Regions from separate parts of the Capsicum annuum genome. Here region 2 is linked to region 1. Evidence: chromatin contacts called from public Hi-C data. All regions are on one chromosome and are shown on one strand. Each heading gives the region's core, a stretch centred on a gene start, on an enhancer-like site or on the middle of the called end of the contact. The rest is flanking DNA. Distances are from core to core; before and after follow the strand shown. Region 1 holds the start of LOC107878080 (probable E3 ubiquitin-protein ligase XERICO). Region 2 overlaps LOC124885645 (a long non-coding RNA gene).

What was found. Hi-C and Micro-C count contacts between places; a contact is called where the count stands out from the background.
Region 2: a Hi-C map of leaf shows a contact between it and region 1, with 2.0 times the contacts expected there. The contact joins the enhancer-like site here to the promoter of LOC107878080 in region 1. A contact is called at or near these places in 3 of 5 Hi-C or Micro-C datasets (leaf and placenta).

The regions. Positions count from the first base shown.
Region 1 is chr7:174,670,813-174,676,522 of UCD10Xv1.1, forward strand. LOC107878080 (probable E3 ubiquitin-protein ligase XERICO) reads right to left here and starts at 2,702. Exons shown (of 3, transcript XM_016724956.2): 1 at 2,404-2,702; 2 at 1,556-1,618; 3 at 126-834. The coding sequence starts at 821. The coding sequence ends at 363.
Region 2 is chr7:174,720,548-174,726,353 of UCD10Xv1.1, forward strand. It overlaps LOC124885645 (a long non-coding RNA gene), which reads right to left. Exons shown (of 2, transcript XR_007042998.1): 2 at 5,589-5,806. Among protein-coding and RNA genes, the nearest start is that of LOC124885645, 5.0 kb to the right of the region's middle. Within about 2 kb of position 2,729, at least 4 of the 5 cell types and tissues checked have an H3K27ac peak or open chromatin away from gene starts, as enhancers often do. A contact at or near this core is called in leaf, where this site is marked.

The DNA.
Region 1 (5,710 bases), core at 1,452-3,951:
CTCCCCAGTGCGTCAGCATTTTTTAAGAATTCAAACACAGCTCCCCACACTGGAAATAACCTAAGTAAACACCCTAACTAAGCAAGCAGAAAGAGACCATTCACTTGATAGCTAAGGCAAGAAGATGGCAAACATCATAAGAAAATCTTTCATATATTATGTACAAGAATGTATGAATTCTTGGTCACAGTAAAGAGACCCGTCACTCAGAGAGGACGCCAAACATTACAAATATGAAAAGCTACAGAACTACCCAATGTCAAAGATGAACCGTTGCATGTATTCAGCCTGTACACTACTAAGCTGTACATCGGAACATCCTCAGACGTATAGTAGTGTTATAGCCTCAATAAACTTCTCGCTCACATAGGACAAGTATCTTCTTCGCCTTCTTGAGACATCATGTAATTCCTACAAAGTGGACAAGTTACATTCCAGTACTTGAGCCACTTCTCTAGACAAAGCTTGTGGAAAACATGGCCACACGACAGATGGTTTATCTCTGCATCAGGTTCAAAATCTGTCAGGCAGACCGAGCACTCTTTCTCAGCGTGGTTAGAGATACAGATTGAATCATAGCGAATAGCAGGGGTATGGCTTCTGAATTCCTCCATATATGACTCTGATGGGCTTCTGCGACATTCAAACGGGTCCAAGGGACCTTCGAGGGAATAGTCGTCCCATGATGCAATGCGGATGCCAATCACATGAAGGATCGATCGGACCATCTCCTTAACAATGGAGATAGATATGGCCGTGTTCACTAGAATCACACAAAGCACTCCCGCATCTGCTGGAGTTGGATACTGTGAGAGGCCCATAATGGATTGGAATCTAGTCACAAAATGAAAAATGAAAAATCAACCATTAGAGTAAAGACATATAGAAGTCCAGGCAAGACTATAAACTGACCGATGAAAAAAGAGTATAAATAGTTTTTCAAACAAGAACAGCAACACCACAAGCTTCATCTACTTTTAGCAAAACAGTCGGTCCAAATCCATCTTCCAGCCAAGTGAAATAAGTTCATATTTAGCTAAATCTTACTTCCCAAAATTTCTCTCTAAATATTCCAAGTAGACTGGAACAAACAGCTTGCCCAGAGGTAGTAATGGCAGAACAAGACTGATAGTCAAGATATGCAATACCATACTCCCTCCGTTTCAATTTGTTTGTCCGCTTCCGAGATGACACGGAGTTTCGGAAAGTAAGGAAAACTTTTTGAATCATGTGGTCTTAAATTAAAGATACATAGAATGTATCAAAATGACATTTAACCTTGTGGTCCTAAACATGTGTGTGAAAACTGGAGTTAAGAAATTGCCAGAAATGGAAAGAGCCATTCTCTCTCTCTCTCTTTTTTTTTTGCTAAAGTGGAAAGAGCCATTCTTTTTGGAACATACTAAAAAGGTAAGTAAGACAAAAAATAGGGTAAGTATTAAGGTTCAACACTTTCTCTCCTTTCCCTTTTTCCCATATTCTTGCCAGTATAGAAAGCAAGATGATCCAAACAGAAACCATTGGAAAGACCAGAACTTGCGGAATCAGAGTTTACCTAGGCTGAAACTAGGAGATTTTCTTCTAGCAACAACTTCTGGAATAGGCGAGTGCACTGGACCTGCATAGACACAAGCAGCAACATATATCAATTCAGCCAATTATGAGGAAAAGTTAAACAGGCTATAGCAGTAACACAATTATAAATGGAACATCCCCCTAGACAAGCAGATTTAGTCATTCAGATGTCAGCCTAAACATAAATAGCATATGCATCAAAATAGTAACTAGAGTGATGGAAGAAAGCAGAAACTCAATCAGGAACTGAAAATTGGAGCTATGTACACATCTAAACAAGACTCCATAATTTAAAAGTTTCAGTTTTGTGCCAATGAAAAATCAAATCCAGATTTTTATGAATATGGATCCAAGATTCTTTAAACCTTCTGCTAAAACTGCAATAATTTCATTTATTTTTTCAGGATGACAAGAAAAAAAATTCTGGGTTTAAGACTTCTTGAAGATTTATCCTTGAAAAGATATTAAATCTCAGACCACCAAATGCAAATTATACAAGAAAACACCCAAAAAAAAACAAAAAAACTAGACAAAATTGAAAAATATTCAGCTTTATCTGGTGCCAATTATCCATCATCAAGAAACATTAAAAAGAGGAAAAATCAAATCAAATGACAAAAAATAATCATACAACACAATTCTTGAACACTAAGATCTAATTACAGATCAAGATTGACTTAATACCATCAAGAACTTCATAAAAAGGATTTTTTTTTTCTTTTATTTTCAAGACTACATAAATGGTAAAGATGCTTGTGAACCAAATAAATAAAAGGTTAACAGATACTACTAATAGTAATAGATAAAGGGCACTAATTAGTTACTCACTTTATATTACAGGTGTAGTAGAAGCTAGAAGAAGAAGGTTTCTTTGAAGTTTGAAATTGCAAGAAAATTGGGAAAAATTTAAGTGTTTGGGAATAATAAGGGTAGGGTAGTAGATTCATAGGATACCAAGAGAGGACAGTGTTGATAATGGTTGATGATGGCCTCTTCCTAACAACCCCTTCTATTTATAAAAAATAATAATATTAATGAAGTAACAGGTTGAATTGATATCATGTTTTCAAAAATTTATGAGTTCAAACAATGGAAATAATATTTCATAGAAATATGAGATAAGATTGAATATAATATGCTGTTGTGATTTGATATTTTCAAAATTTTAAAGTTTTAATATATTATATTATGTTTTATAATAATAATAATAATAATAATAGTAATATCTTGGGTCCCATTATAAAATCTGTCCGCTTCACTCCATGTTCACATCGTAGTGTAATTAATCACCTCCTTGACCATTGTGGTACTTTCCCCAACTCTCATTCAACTACGGTTTATCTTTATTCACGTGTATCATTTCGTTTTAGTTGGTTTATTTTAAAAAATATTTATTTAATTTATTATTTTTTAATTTAATATATTTATTAAGAAAATAGGACTAGTTAATGATTACTTTATTATATTACTTCTGTTAGTTAATATTAATAATAAGTATTAAAAATAATTTAAAAAATAAGTAATTAATGCTAACGGTTAAATATGAAAAAAAAATGTTATTCTTGATTTGTCAAAAAATAATAAATAAAAATGAAAATTAAATTAGAAATTAGTGTCAAGTAAATCTGAATGGAGAGAGTATATATTTTAAAATAATTGTTTTATTTATAAAATTAAGAGAATTTTATTATGATATTTCAATACTACCTCTATTATTAAATGCGTATGCAAAGTGCATATAATCAAATTTATATTTTTAAAGTATAATTAATAATGTTAATTTAGTAAAATAAATTTCTAATAAATATTTTCTTAAAGGAGTATTAAGTCAATAAAGATCAACTATTTTAAAATGGAGCGAGCAAATCTTTATCAATATGACGAACTAATGTTTATTTTGAACTGTTTGTTTACTGGTAAATAGAAAAGAAAATGGACACTTCTAATGGAAGATATATTGCAGTATAAATGTTTTTTAAATATATAATATCAGACTTAGACGAATGTAAATAAAATTAGATGCTAGCATGGGCTTAATATATATTATTTTTTGTCTCAATTTTTGTGATACAAATAGAATTTAGATAATCAGATCCAAACGACTGGCGATCCTCTTGCTCACGATCGGTCTCTCCGGTGGATTGCTTTGCCCGCGACTTCTTCTCTGTCGGCGACTCCTTGCATCGCCGTAGTTCTGACGCTAATTTTCGGCGACGTATTTTCGACGATCTCTCTCTCTCTTTTCTTTCTTTCTAACCCGTTGCAGGTACTACAAGTTCAGATTCAACATACCTTCTCAGGCGGCGACAACACGATTCCGCCGACCAATATTCGCTGCAAATTATCAGAATTCGGCGACTCAACCAAGTAAACCGACCCAGCTTCGATCAGGTGCACTCGCTCCATCTCTTCTAGATATAGCTTTCTTGATTCTAGTGGCTGCTACTGGCTGTCTTGTCTACTATTCCTATTTTGAATTTATTTTTCTTCGCGTCTTAGCTGACTATCTTGTTTGTGGGTGACGATTTACTTGTTTATTTCTGTATTTCATAGTAGTGTTTTACTTGTTAATTCTTCTTATGTTTTAGCCATTTCGTTGTTCATATTAGTTCTGTAGTATGGGCTTGATAATACTTTTTGGGTTGCTTTGTGCTCTTAATGTTATTGGTCTGTGCTGTCTCTGGTGGCTGTGTTAGATGGTGTTGGCGTAGGTTTATGTCTTTGGAAGGGGCTTGGGTCGGGGATCAGGGTCGGGATCATGGACGAGGGTGGGGGCAGGGGTAGAAAGGGTAAAAGAGCTAAGGATGACTATAGGTTGAGAGTAGGGTCATGGAATATAGGGCCTTTATCGAAAAAGTCATTAGAGCTAGTGAAAATTCTTAGAAAGCGAATTAATATAGCCTGTCTTCAAGAAACCAAATGGGTAGGTACTAAGGCAAATGTAGTAGATAGTTATAAGTTGTGGTACTCAGGAATCGTGAGGAACAAAATGGTGTAGGTATTCCAGTAGATGATGAATTTAGAAAGCAAATGGTAGAGGTTAAGAGGGCTAATGATAGGATGATGTCAATTAAGCTAGTTATTGGAGGGTCTTCTTGGAATATTATTAGTGTATATGCACCACATGAAGGCTTGGATGATGAAGAGAAGAAGAGATTTTGGGAGGATTTGGATGAGATGGTGAGGGATGTACCCAGTAATGAGAAACTTTTCATAGGAGGCGATTTCAACTGGCACATGGGGTCTTCTTCAAAAGGTTATGATGATGTGCATGGAAGCTATGGGTTTGGTGTAAGGAATGTTGAAGGAGTGACACTTCAGGATTTTGCTCGGGCATTTGAATTAGTGGTAGTCAGTTCGAACTTTCCCAAGAAGGAGGTTTACTTGGCTACCTTCTGTAGTTTGGTATCAAGACCCAGGTTGACTTCTTGCTCTTCAGAAAAGGAGATAGGGGTATTTGTAAGGATTGTAAGGTCTTAACAAGTAAGAGTCTTTTGACCCAACATAGGCTTTTGGTGATGGACTTGGAGATCATAAATGAGTAGGGGAGAAGAGGTATAGAGGATCAGCCGAGGATTAGATGGGACAGTCTGACTTTGGCCAGTGCATTGGATATAGATGATAAGTTGATAGCGAGAAAGGCTTGGGGGGAGTGGAGGAGATGTTGATAGTATGTTTGCATCAGGGAGACAACTAGAGAGGTGTTGGGGGTCTCGAGAGGCTGCTTGGGCAAACACCAACGGGACTAGTGAGGGAACGAAGAGGTGAAGGGGAAGGTAGAGGCTAAGAAGAAAGCGTACGCAAAGTTGGCTGAGAGTAAGGATGAAGAAGATAAATGGAAGAATAGGGAGAAGTATAAGATTGCTAGGTGAGAGGTGAAGTTAGCAGTCACAAGGGCTAAGAATGCTGCTTTCAAGACTTTATACACATCGTTGGATAGTAAAAGTTGGGATAAAAGTTATATAGGCTCACCAAGGTTAGGGAGAGGAGGGCTCGAGACTTAGATCAGGTGAATTGTATTAAGAATGTGGATGGCAAAGTTTTTGGTGGAGGAGAGTCATATTAGAAAGAGATGGCAGTCTTACTTTCATAAGCTTCTAAACGAAAGAACGGATACTAGCATTGTGTTGGGGGG
Region 2 (5,806 bases), core at 1,479-3,978, 50 kb after region 1:
AACAAACCCAGTGTATTCCCACCTAGTGGGGTCTGGGGGGGGGGGGTAAGATGTACGCAGTCCATACCTCTACCTCTAAAGAAGTAGAAAGGCTGTTTCCGATAGACCCCCGGCTCAAGTCACGAGATACCACACAAACTCATAGTAAAGCACAGAACTAGATTACATAACATAAATACGGCACCGATAAGCATTAGAAAACAGAGGAAAGCACACAGATTCGTAATAAAACATGGAACACAGAATCATAACAAGAATAAAACCCCCACCAAGTAATTCCCTACCCTAGCAACCCAAACCGGCCCTAGTCTTCTGCCCTAATTCGCGTCCTCCAGACCTTCCTATCTAGGGTCATGTCTTCGGTGAGCTATAAACTACGAAGAAGAAAAAGATGAAAAAGAAAATGATTATAAAACTAAAAAAGAGAAAGGTGTGTTTACCTTTTTTGGGGAAATACAACGAGACTACAAGCTTTCTTTGGAGTCTTGATCACCATAGGAAAGCGTTCAACTCGAGGACTTCGATTAGCCCATGAATTTCACAGATTTTTTTTTTTACTAAAATAAAAACTCTTCTTTGCTCAAAGTTTTTTTTTTCAACCTTGAAACTTGGGATTTCTTCCAAAATAGTTGTAGTATTTATAGGAAAGTATGAGAATTCCATTCTTTTCATCCATCAATGTGGGGGAAAGTATTTAGGGGTGTTCTTGGAATTTTAAAATTTAAGATAAGGTGAGGTGAAAGATAAGGTGGGGAAAAATTATATAATATAGTACAATTTTTGAATTTTCAAATTGAAAAAAGGAAAAAGGTTGAAGGCGAATTGTACTATGTAGTACTATTTTTGAATTTTAAAATTTGAATTTGAAAAATGGACAGGGTTGAGGGGAAATTGTACACTTGTAGTATAATTTTTGAATTTCAAAATTGAAAAAAGGACAAATTTGAAGGGGAATTGTACAATGTAGTACAATTTTTAAATTTCAAAATTTAAATTTGGAAAAAGTTGAGGGGGAATTGTACAATATAGTACAAATTTTGAAATTCAAATTTTCAAAAGGGACAAGGTTGAGGGAGAATTGTACAATCTAGTATAAATTTTGAATTTCAAATTTAATTTTGGGATTTGAAATTATTTTTGGTGGGAATTGGGTTGAAGTTATGAGAGTTTTTTAAAATTTTGGGGTTATTTAAAATATAATCCCAATTTGGATTTAAAATTTAGCCAAATTTATTTAATTTTGACCAAATTAAAAATCAATTGGAGGATTACATTGCAATTATGGCCAATTTGATTTCAATTATGGCCAAATCTAATAGATTGGCTGAATTAAATTGAATTTCGATACGAATTAAGACTTCATTTAATCCCGATCTTCTTGATTTAATAAAATCAAACACATATTTATTAAAATAAATTATTTTTGAGATTAAATTATATTTAAATCAAGACTTTATCCGTTTGAATTTCAAGCTTGCCAGTAAAAGTCCAATTTTGATAAAAATATTTATTTAAGTAATTTATACAATTTCGCATATGTAAATACAAAAACCTACAATCGTCAATTAAATGTCAAAATTAACCCAAATAATATTTTAGAGCGCATTTATCCGGATGAAATGAATTTTTCAAATTTTATTAAAAATTGAAGAAACGCAGGGTTAAATTTAATCGTGGAGGAAAAAAATTAGGTGTCAACACCAACTGCTGAGGCTAATGAGAATAGTGATTCTTTCACAAAATATGTAGGCTTAAGATTGGGGAAAGAGATCCAAGCTTTAACGTGTGAAGTTTCATCATTAGTTACAAACTTAGCATCCTAGATAAATGGTCGCATTTGATATGAATAGTCATTCTTAACATTAATATAATAAACGCTCTTTGACATAACAGTGACAAAATCCTTTATTCTGTCAAGTCTCAACAAAATATGTCGATTTCTCAATAATCCAATGTTACATCCACCTTTCACATTGAGTTGTTTTGACAGTTGAATTCGAAGATCATCTAATTCTGGCCATCCGTAATAGAACTTCCCTATTATAGCATAATGAATCCCTTCAATCAAATTCATTCTGTCTACTTCATCTTTAGTCCATTGTACACGAGGTACTCCATTAATGAATTCAGGTTTCTTGATAGAAATCGGTTCCACTTGTGTATTTGTATTAGCATAGCCTGTGTTTTGTTTCAAAAGATTTGAATATGTCACCTTTGGGAAAGATGGTAATGGTATTAAGTTTTTAGGAGACTGTATTTTTGTAATATTTGTGTTTGGTAAATCTGGGAAATTATCCATTGTATCTCAATATTGAGTTAGCCAACCACTGCATGAGGCTGACCAACGATCGCAGTGGCTATTTTGGACGAAAAATATCAGATAATGGAATCGACGTTCTAGGGTTCGACCACCTACTCTCCTTCGCTATAAGTTATCAATTAATTTTCCAAATTATTAGTATTCATTGATGGACTTAGAGAGAGAAAATGGAGAAAATATTTGTGACCTTTCATTGACCGAAGAATGAATTAAATCTCTTTCTAAAGTGTATTACTCCACTTTGTACATACTACCTCAAGATTCTATATAATACAAAATGGTCCTATATAAATAAATCTACAACTAGGCCAACTAATCAGCTTGGGCCTTCGATCAACTGGACCGTCAAATCATTTTTAGTATGAGGTCGAGCACCCTCTTAAAGTTGGAGTGAGGAAGGACACCCAACTTAGGAAGAATGGAATAATGGAGAAGCCCAGTGAGAGGCTTCGCGAAAATATTAGCGAGCTGGGCCATAGTGGAGACATGATGCAAGGAAATAAGACCAAGAAAAAGTTATTGACAAGTGAAATTGCAATCTACCTCATTGTGCTTAGTGCATTTGTGGAACATGGGGTTGCGGGTAATAGCCTGAGTATCATAGTAGATAGGGACATGCTGATCAATTAGAACACCAAGATCAGCCAACAATCGAACAATCAGAGATAAATCAATAATAACCTTACTAATGACACGATATTCATCTTCCATAGATGAAAGAAAGATGACAGGATGCTTCTTAACCTTCCAACCCACCAAAAAATGTCCAAGAAAAATGTAAAACCAGAAAGTGAGCGCCTAGTATCAGGATAAACAACCCAATAACTATCATAAAAAGTTGAATGAGAGAAAAAGAGATCAACACTAATAGAAACACCAGCATCCAAAGACCCCTTAAGAAACCTGAAAAGATAGAGGGAAGCATGTATGTAAGGAGCTTAAGAAAACTAAAGAAATTAGTTGAGGTGTTGAATGACAAAGTACAAGTCAGGTCTAGTATGGGTCAAAAAGTTCAACTTGCCAACCAAAATCTTGTAAGTCTTAGGAGAACTCAAGAGATCACTTGTAATGGCCTGCAATTTTACATTAGATCAAGAAGGAATGTAACAACAGTAACAAATTCACAGCCTAACTCTAAGAGGAGATCCTGAACAAATTTATGATGATGTAGAAAAAGACCCTGAGCAGAATAAGCAACCTGGATGCCCAAAAAATCGCTAAGAACACCCAAATCCTTACTCCCAAACTGTGTATCCAAAAATAACTAGAGATTGGAGATTTCAACCAAATCATCACCAGTGAGGATAATGTCATCCCCACACACAACCAAAATAACAATGAAAAGTCATTTTTTCTAGTAGATAAGGAATAGTCATTCAAAGAATATATGTACCCTCTAGAACATAGAGCTTGAGATAATTTGGCATACCATTGCCTAGAAGCCTGTTGAATACCATATAAAGATTTCTGAAGGAGGCAAACTAGAGGAAAATCAGCACATGCAAGAGCAGAAACATTAGGAGGTAGTTTCATGTAGACTTCTTCCTCCAAGTCACCATGAATAAAGACATTATTTACATCCAGCTGAAACAAAGACCACTGCTTCTTGGCAACCAGAAAAATCAAACATTTAATGGTGAAAAACTTAATTACAAGAAAGAAAGTCTTAGTGAAGTCCACACCTTTAACTTGGGTGTCACCTCTATAAACTAGCGTGGTCTTATATCTCTCTAAAGACCTATCAAATTTGTATATGACTTTGAAAATTCATTTACAATCAATAGGTTTCTTGCTGGAAGGAAGAGAAACCACTGGCTATGTATAGTTAGCCTCAAGAGCCTCAAACTCTTTCTGCATAGCATCTTGCCAAGCTGGTATGAAGGATGCTTGAGAATAAGAAGTAGGCTCCAAAATAGTAGTGCTAGCAAAAGTATCAGTACTAGTAGAATCAAAACCCTAACCTTACAAGGAAGGGGGTAAATTATATACATGAGGTTGAAGATGAGAAAGTATAAAATAAGGCTGGGAAGACCTTCTGAGAGCAGGAGACGAGGAAAGAGTAGAAGTAGATGTAGCAAACGTTGAAGGAACAAAAGGTTGAGAATAAGAAGGAAGATGAGAAGAGGGGGTCTCGAAATCAGAAAAAATAATAAGAGAAGGTGAAGAAGATGAAAATGAGAAGGAATAGCAAAAGTAAATATGGACTCATGAAAAACAATATCTTTAGACACAAGAATGAGTTTAATATTCAAATTATATTGATTTTAACCTGTTTTACCCAAAGGATAACCTATGAAAACACAGGGATCGACTTTAGGCTGAAATTTATTTCTATGAACCTTACAAACAACAGTGAGCAAAGACACTCAAAAGTTCTTAGATGAGAAAAAGAAGGTCCATGACCATATAAAAGCTCAAAAGGAGATTTGTTGTTAAGTAAGGTGGAAGAAAGTCTATTAATCGAGTAGGTGGCTGTGAGAATACAATCACCCCAAAGGATAACCTATGAAAACACATGGATCAAATTTAGACTAAAATTTATCCCTATGAACCTTAGAAACAGAAGTGAAGCAAGGAAACCCAAAAGTTTTTAAATGAGAAAAAAAGGTGCCTGATCTTGGAAAAGCTCAAAATGAGATTTATTATTAAGGTGGAAGGAAATCCATTGATCATGTAGGTGGCTATGAGAACACAACAACCTAGAATGAAATGGGTAATTTAGACTAAAAAAGCAAGGCTCTAGAAATTTCAAGAAGGTACATATGTTTCCTTTCCACAACACCATTTTGTTGTGGTGTGTGGGGACAAGGAGTCTGGTTGTCTAAGAAATATTGTATATTAGATGTGCTGGAGTCTAACTCTGGGGCATTATCACTTCTAACATCCTTGACTAAAACAACAAATTAAGTCTTGACCATGGAGGAGCTAATTCAAACCCCTCCGGTAAAATAAAAACAAAGAAAGAAAGTTTTTAACAGTGGAAAGACATTGCTATTGGAACCCATAAGGTGAGTCCAAGTGGCCCAGCTATAGCCATCACCAAGTATTGGGACATATTTACACCCACCATAAGTGGGAATACTGTAAGGACCCTAAGAATCTACATGAATCAATTCATAAGGAAAAATAGTTTTGATAGAACTTACAGGAATAGAAAGTCTAGGTTGTCTAACCACAGGGCAAATAGACAAATAAAAGATTGCTAAGAAGAAAAGGCATAGGTAATGGAAATAATATCCTTCATTCTGGAAAACAATGTGACCTAGACTGTTATGCCATAAAATCTCTATTTTATTAGATTTAGAATGATATTTACAAGGACCAGATGCAAGGTGATTCTTATAAGGCAAAGAAATTACAACAGGTAATGGAGAGACAAAAATATCTGGTATATTAGAAACACATACAGGAACTGAAACAGGGAATGCAAAATTACAAATAGTAGGAATTGAGACACTTGGAGAACCAGCAACATGAGAATCCTGA